Regions from separate parts of the Mus musculus genome. Here region 2 is linked to region 1. The links are chromatin contacts, called in public HiChIP or PLAC-seq maps. All regions are on one chromosome and are shown on one strand. The core of a region is the stretch at or near the end of the contact, and the rest is flanking DNA. Distances in the headings are between cores, read along the strand shown. Region 1 holds the start of Cxcr4 (chemokine (C-X-C motif) receptor 4). Region 2 has its middle 12 kb from the start of Cd55.

Region 1 (3,893 bases), core at 545-3,044:
GGGCTCTTCTGTCTGTCCTAACTAGTTTATGGAAATATGAGCCTATGTTTTAGTAATGATTGGATATAATTAAAAGTGCTTGTGGAAGTTCTTGGCTTTTAACTTAGCAGTTTTTGAGGGTCGCACTTCCTAATTTCATCCTTAGCTTTTCTGGATCACATAAGTGCAGGGCAGAAGAGGACTTTGACAGCACATTTTGAAGGAGAGTGCCCAGGCCATACAGGAAGATGGAGAGAGACGAGTTCCCAGGCTGTAAAACAGCTCCCCAGCACTTCCAACCGAAAGCCTTCCTTAGCTAAAGAAGGAGGTGCAAATGATAGTACAGTTAGTAGACTGCTTGCCTAGCCTACACAAAGCTCTGATTTAAGCCCTATCAGCACGAAAATTGGGCGTGGTGGCACACAACTGTAATCCCAGTACTAGGCAGGTGACAAACGGGATCATCAGAAATTCATGGTCATCCTTAACTACATACGGAGCCTGAGTCCAGCCTGTACTACATAAAACTGCCTCAAACAAAACAAACAAACAAACAAACAAACAAACAAAAAAGGAACGGGAGAAGTGGGGCGGGGATGGAGTTGAGGGCGCAGTCTGGGCCTGCCTATCCTTTGGTCCATTCCAGGAGGGGGTGGGGGCGGTATCTGGGTTGCATAGCAACCCAGGCTCCTGCTGCCGGATGTCTCACCACCCCCAGTGCCCCCGGCATTGGATCCCGCGGTCTCTGGCTGGAGGTCTGGTTGGTTCTGACCCCACCCTTTTCTCCCTCCCCGCCTAGCCCAGGCTCGGCGCCGGTCGGATCCCGCGCGAGCCTGGGAAGCAGTCTGGGCGCCCACTGCAACCTTAGCCTGTCTGAGATTCCCTAGCCATCCACGCCCCCAACCTGACCTAACTAGCTCTTCACTAAGACTTCCCATCTTAGTGTTCTGCGTGGGAGACGCGAGATAGGCATGAAGCGAAAGCTCTGGGCTCAGGCCAGGCTTTGCAGTCCCAGGCTGCTCCATTTGGTCTCTTGGAGCTCGTGGAGCGCCCACTGACTGCGCATGAATCGCGGCTAGCTTCCCAGCTGGGACTCTGTAATTATCTGTTAACTAGATGCATCCCCCTATGTGCTTATGAAATGAAAATGAACCAGTGTTTCTGTGCGGATTTCTTAGGATGTGATTACACAAAGTCCTCGCCGCTCAATTCTTTATAATAAAGCACATTTCAATCATTTTACATACACACACACCCAAATCTCTTCACGAAATTGTTGCCACTATTGTGACTTTCTTCCTGGGAGTATATCTGCTTCTGGATGGGTCCGCAAGTGCTTTCTGCCACACCTGACCCTAATGTCATTATATGAATATGTAGTAACACACACTTGCTTGGAAGAGTTTTGGTAGTAATCACTCCTGACAGCTCAGAGTATAGAACCCTGGCGGAGGTTCCAACATTGCCGCCTACTGGTTAGGCAGGCTCCAAGTCACACACCCCCATCCCCAGTCTTGTCTCAAGTTCTCCACCCGTAAACTCCAGGTCTAAAATTCTATCCACGTGGGTAAGGATGGATGCGCGACCCGCAGAAACACCCTGGCTGGCATCCTGCTTTCCCCAACTCTGAGAACATTATCCGGCCAGGCTCTGGACCCATACTGACTTAAAACACAACAGCAGTGGCTCTTGGACTTCTGTTTGCCCGCGCCCTGCGCCCCGCCCCCGCCAGTCTCCTCCCGCCCCGTCCGAGCTGCGCATGCGCCGCCCCGGGAGCGTGTTTTTATAAAAGTCCGGTTCGGGCCAGAAACTTCAATTTTGTTGCCTGGTGCAGCAGGTAGCAGTGAAACCTCTGAGGCGTTTGGTGCTCCGGTAACCACCACGGCTGTAGAGCGAGTGTTGCCATGGAACCGATCAGTGTGAGTGTAAGTCCACTTGCATCCTACTTTATAGTAAACGTGCAAACGTGTGAACTTAGAGCTCAGCCCCTTTAAGGAGCGGGTTGAAGCAACTAAAACCTTGAGGGGTGTCAGGGTCACAAGGAGGAGCGGGAACTAATTTTTTTTTATGTGTGTGAACATGGCTATAGGGGGAGGAAGATAGGAATATTTTTGCCAGTAAGTTGAGTGGGACGGGTTCAGATGGAGCTTTCCTAAGGTTGCTCTTGTTTCCCTCCCCCTTGAGTCCCGCGGCGCGCGCCGACTTGCACGCTGTTTGCAAACGTCCCAGTTTTTTGAAAAAGGGAGAAGGGCTTGCCCTCTGTCCCAAGACTCAGACCATCGTCTGGTCCTCCTGAAAACAGGAGTTTTCTTAGAGTTTCTTACATTGTGTGAATTTAGAGACTTTAGTCGGCACGCGTAGGCACTACATTCTGGGTGAGCTTCGAACCGGAGCGTCTTGGAGCGGTTCTTGGAGTTAGGAGTGCGGTTCTGAAATTCCATAGTGCAGACAGAGGAGCGCCCGTCTTCGGCGGGAAAAGTGAGCTAGTCTGCCGCGTCGCTTGCCTAGAGGGGGGGCACAAACTGCGGCAGCCGCGGAGAGAACGTCGCTTTGGGATGGAGCAGCAGCGCTTTGCGGGCATCCGACCCGCCACTTCCCCGCAGTGGCAAACGAACCTCCCGAGGTCGGGCTTGCCTTTAGGATCGTTCCTGAGAAAGGGTCATAAGTCTGTACCATGATGCTGCTGGCCATGACGGCGGTTGGGGACAGGAGGGCATGTTGGGACCGCACCTGGGTTGTGCCGGGTCGCCGGAGGGATGAACAGGTGCAAGCTCGGAGACTGTTTGACTGAGCCCCAGTGTTTAACCGTCGGTGGTTTCCTGAGCCTTTTGAAACCCCCTCGCTTAGGGAGGGTTTTGTTCTTTGGTGATTTTTTTTTTTTTTTCCGTTTCCTCCGGCGGCGCGCAATTCAAAGGCGCTCGCGCTGGAGCAGCCCAATCTGTCGCTCGCACCCGGAGGAACGATCCTGGCGCGCAGCCAGGAGGAACCCCTAGAACCGCTGTGTGTTGGTCGTAGACCTGGGTATGATGGGCAACGGTGCCAGCCCCTAGGTGGGTGACTCGGACATCGGGGTGCGCACGGTCTGGACCACTCCTGCTGCCTACCTCGGACTCCAGTAACTAACTGGGTCCGCTGCAGGATGGGAAGCGACCGGAAAGTGAGGAAGTGAAACTTGGGGGCGAAAACCACGGGGTACAGACCCCGTGACTTTCCCCACCCAGGACAGTGTGACTCTAACGTCCCAGATCCACCCAGTGATAAACATGGGTTTGGCAAGAGAGACCCACCTTCCAGAGAAGCGCCGCACGGGGTGAAGTAGGGGAGTGCTATTTGCTCCTTTCTAACACTCTGCTGACCCTAAACCCCCAAAGACCTTCACATTATCCAGCTTTCTTCACTACGCATGACTCGAAATGTAATAGTTTGTGTTAGACAGACGTGAGAAAAACAAGGTTTTGCGCCTAAAAAGCTAAGAGTCTTTGGGGGACCCCCACCGTCAAGCTCCGTCTTTCTTTCTTTCTTTCTTTCTTTCTTTCTTTCTTTCTTTCTTTCTTTCTTTCTTTCTTTCTTTCTTTCTTTCTTTCTTTCTTTCTCTCTCTCTCTCTCTCTCTCTCTCTCTCTCTCTCTCTCTCTTTCTTTCTTTCTTTCTTTCTTTCCTTCCTCCTTTGGCTAATCCTCATACAGAAATCCCATCTCCTTCAACACAGACTTTAACCCCACGCCGCTGGATACCACCGCACACAGTTTTGAGAGTGACTTCTTTGTTTGAATGGAGGATTTGTTTGTTTGGTTTGGTTGTGGGTTTTTTTGGCTTGGGTTTTTGTTTGTTTGTTTGTGGTTGGGGGGGGCTTTACTTTTTTTCCTCCGAGGTTTTTTTTTTGTCCTTTCCTCTCGTGGGCGGGGCAGGAGAGCTA
Region 2 (3,662 bases), core at 574-3,073, 1.9 Mb before region 1:
ACACAGTAGAGAAAAAACAGCAGGTTAGAGGTCAGAAGAAAATGCCTCCTTTGCAGGATGGACTTGGGGGAGCTCTGAGAATGCTCTTAGTGGTCTTTGGCAGACAGTTGGCCATTGAGTCTGAAAATCAGCAGTGTTCGATTGGAGTACAAGGTGGTATCAGTATGTGCCGAGCCATACTTTCCTAGAGGGAAAGAAAGTGGTGCAGGCATGCTCAGCCTAGAAGAACCAAAAGAGATGAACTGAGCATGCACAGTGCACACACAAAGGAGTTTCATTCTTCAAAAACTTAAAGGCAGAACCACCACACGACCCAGCTGTCCACTCTCGGGAATATCGCAGAGAGCTCCATATCCTATCACAGAGATACCTGCACATCCATGGTTAGTGTCTCTCTGCTTACACTAGCAAGGCAATGGACCAAATGTCCATCAACAAGTGGATAACAAAAATGTAGTATATATACAAAACAGAATATTACTGAGCTGTAAGGAATGGGAAGTTTTTGCAGAAAAATGGATGGACTTAGAATAATGATAAGCAAGGGCACCCAAACTCAGAAGAAAAAAAAAACTGGAACAAACATATACATATTCATATATGCAAACATCTGTGTGTATACATGGAATTACATTTAGGAAAGGGAATGAGAATTAGGCAAAAGAAGGGAAGGAATGCGGGCAAAAGACCCATGAGTCACAAGAGGATATACATTCATTGTCTTTCTGGTTTCAATTGTGTCTTAGTATTTTTTTTTTAATTTTTTTTAAATTCTTTTTTCCTTTTTCACATGGACAAGTGCATTAAAATGTAACTATTAGTGACACTTCAGAATGGCAATTCTAACTGCAGAGAAGTTCCTAGAGATGACAGAACTTGGGACTGGGCAAGTGTTTGCTTGAGTGGCTTCCTTAATCTAGGTGTGTTTATTGATTTTTTTTTTTTAGATCGTTATAATAAAGCGATTTTATAAAGTAAAACAATTCCTGTTTTTTTGAAAACTACCTTTGGGGAAAGGAGTAGGTGTTGTTTCCCATTGATACAAACAGACCCAGACTGGGTGTCACTGGAGAGTCGGGTCACGCTCAGTCAACCTGGGTGAGAATAACAGGAAGTGGTGGTGAGCATTAGAAGGAAATGGCTCCTAAGCCCCTCTCCGGTACCTGTTAGCTGGGGAGGATACGCCCAGTGTTGCCAAATCTTCAATATTTTAAGAGGATTCATAAGCATGTTGTTTGAATGGGAGTTTTATGGTTATAAAATCTGTGCATGAATTCAGTTATTCAGCAACATTTATTGAGTATATACTATATACAGGGCACTGATCTAGGAGTCTGGGGTTTTGCATTTAATACAAAAGACAAAAAAAAAAAAAAACCTTTCTGTGTATGAAGTTCACACTCAATTGTGGGAATACGCACAATTAACAAATTATTAAAAGCTATGAGTTGTGGTAAGCATTGAAGGAATGAATATAAAGGGAGGTACTAGACCTGTAATTGTGGGGTACATTTCTATATCAAACACAATGGCATAAAAGGGCCTTCCTTAAGTATTTAAGAAGAAGGTCTTCAGGGATGTATAGAAAGCATGGAGACATCTGTATGAAACAGTAGTCACGGACTCTGAGTGGGACTTTGATCTGTTTGGGATTCTGTTCTGTGAGCTCAAAAGCCAGGACAAGGAAACCAGTTAACACTGGGTGGGGGAGTCTGGGGAGATGAGGGCAGAAAAGAAAGGGAGAAGGAGACCATGGGGCCTGGTCAGCGACTGTGTGTGAGTTTCCTGAAAGCAAGGAAGCCAGGACACATATGCAGCTGCCAAGTAACCTGCCCTCAGGAATGTGAGAGTAAGGGGAGTGGCAGACACCTCCCCTTCTCAGTGGCTAGAAAGGAAGGAAGGAAGGCTGCTTGCATAAGATTGTGAAAGGGGAATCCTGTCTACTTTGAGCTGTAATTTGAAGGTAGAGAGGAGAGTATAATATTTGTTAAATTTCTAGGTGGATTATGAGACAAAGTGAGGTAAAAAAGATGACCCTTGGGAGCTGGACCTAAACCATCCTAAGTGGAGGATGGAATGCCATTCACTAAACGGGAAACTGGTGTAGGAAGAAATTGGACCTCTGGTTTTTTTTTTTGTTTTTTTTTTTTTCTCTCTTTCTAGCATTAAAACATCTTTTATCTCTCCTACTCAAGTTGCCAACTAAGCAACCAGGTCTTATATATTCAGGAAAGTGATGCAGACTAAATATATGATTTGAGAATTCATAGTATTTGATGTCATATGAATGTATAAGACTGGATATCATCAGAGTAACAGATGTTGGGATAAGGGGATAAAAGAAAATGAGATTTTATATCTTGTGATTCATGCAAAAAAAGTTGTCTATGAGCCCCGGCCTGGGGCCGAGAACAAAGCAGAACAGACAGGGCTGTTGTTAAGACATTCCTAAGAACAGCTTGATTGTACAAGCAGGGCTATCTTGTCTGGGTCAACACCACCTGGCCGGAACCTCCCCTCTGTCTATTGCCCCTTGACGCCAGGTAAAGTCATACATCAACTGGTTGCTATGTGAACAAAGATAAGCCCCCAGCCCACAGGAACAAAGTCCTGATGCCCTGTAATCTTTCTGTTAATGTTTGAATAAGCCAATAGTGTGTCGCTATGCTGAATTCCACACCCCTAAGCCCCTTACCCCATAAAAACCCCTAGCTTTTGAGCCTCGTGGCCGACATCCGTTATCTCCTGTGTGGGATGCATGTCGGTCCAGAGCTCCGTCATTAAACGTCCTCATGTAATTACATTAGGAGATGGTCCTTTGTGATTTTTTGGGTGCACGCTGAATCGGGAATTGTGTGGGGGTTTCTCCACTAGGTCTAACAGGGACAGATTGAGGGACAGAGAAGTCAAGCATTTTGTTTGGAATTTATGGAGACAAATAGGAGGCAATAAAATAGGCTAGAAAGGCACAGACAGTGAGCTAGACTCAGAAACACACGGTGCTGCTGAGAAGGAAGTATATTAAGGTGAAAAGTACCAGTGGGATCCTCTCTGCTGCTAGACCCAAGAAATGAGGTCACTCATGATGCAAGCATCATTAACAGCCTCCATCAGAGCAGCTGTAGTAGACGATGGGACCAGACAGGACTAACTTCAAGATGTAGAGGGAAGCAGGGCATGGTGAAAATTGTCTGCAATCTCAGCACTGTAGTGTGTAGTTTCTACTAACCCTGCTTGGAGTTCCAGGTGGACCTTGCTACCAGCTTCCACCCTGGTTCCCTTGGATCCGTGGACGAAAGACACACACACACACACACACACACACACACACACACACACTACCTTATTTTTAATATGCTTTTTAGCTCAATGATGGGGATCTTCTAAGCCTCCCACGGCTAATGTGCCCTTACCTTCACACCCAGCTCAACACCTCTAAATCTACCCTCAATTTAGTTTCCTGGTTACCTTCTCCTTGCTCAGCACCTTAAATCTGCCCTCAGCTTAGTTGCCTTTCTAATCTCCTGCCTGCTGCCCCAGGCCCAGTCAGGGAAGCCACCAATGGCCACTCTACCCAAGATCTCACATGGCTAGTGGTTCTCCCTCCTTCCCATGCATGGCGAATCCTCTTTCCTCCTCCCGCGTCTCTTAGCCTGCCCGAG

The links. HiChIP or PLAC-seq counts read pairs in DNA pulled down with a chosen protein or histone mark.
Region 2: an H3K4me3 HiChIP or PLAC-seq map of pro-B cells shows a contact between it and region 1, with 5 times the contacts expected there. The contact joins the enhancer-like site here to the promoter of Cxcr4 in region 1. A contact is called at or near these places in 2 of 39 promoter capture datasets (embryonic stem cells and hippocampal neurons), 1 of 484 Hi-C or Micro-C datasets (B cells) and 3 of 115 datasets of contacts at active chromatin or transcription factors (astrocytes, embryonic stem cells and pro-B cells).

The regions. Positions count from the first base shown.
Region 1 is chr1:128,590,200-128,594,092 of GRCm38.p6, reverse strand. Cxcr4 (chemokine (C-X-C motif) receptor 4) reads left to right here and starts at 1,794. Exons shown (of 2, transcript NM_009911.3): 1 at 1,794-1,904. The coding sequence starts at 1,884.
Region 2 is chr1:130,472,597-130,476,258 of GRCm38.p6, reverse strand. No RefSeq gene overlaps it. Among named protein-coding and RNA genes, the nearest start is that of Cd55, 12 kb to the right of the region's middle. Within about 2 kb of position 1,823, at least 80 of the 459 cell types and tissues checked have an H3K27ac peak or open chromatin away from gene starts, as enhancers often do. A contact at or near this core is called in B cells and pro-B cells, where this site is marked.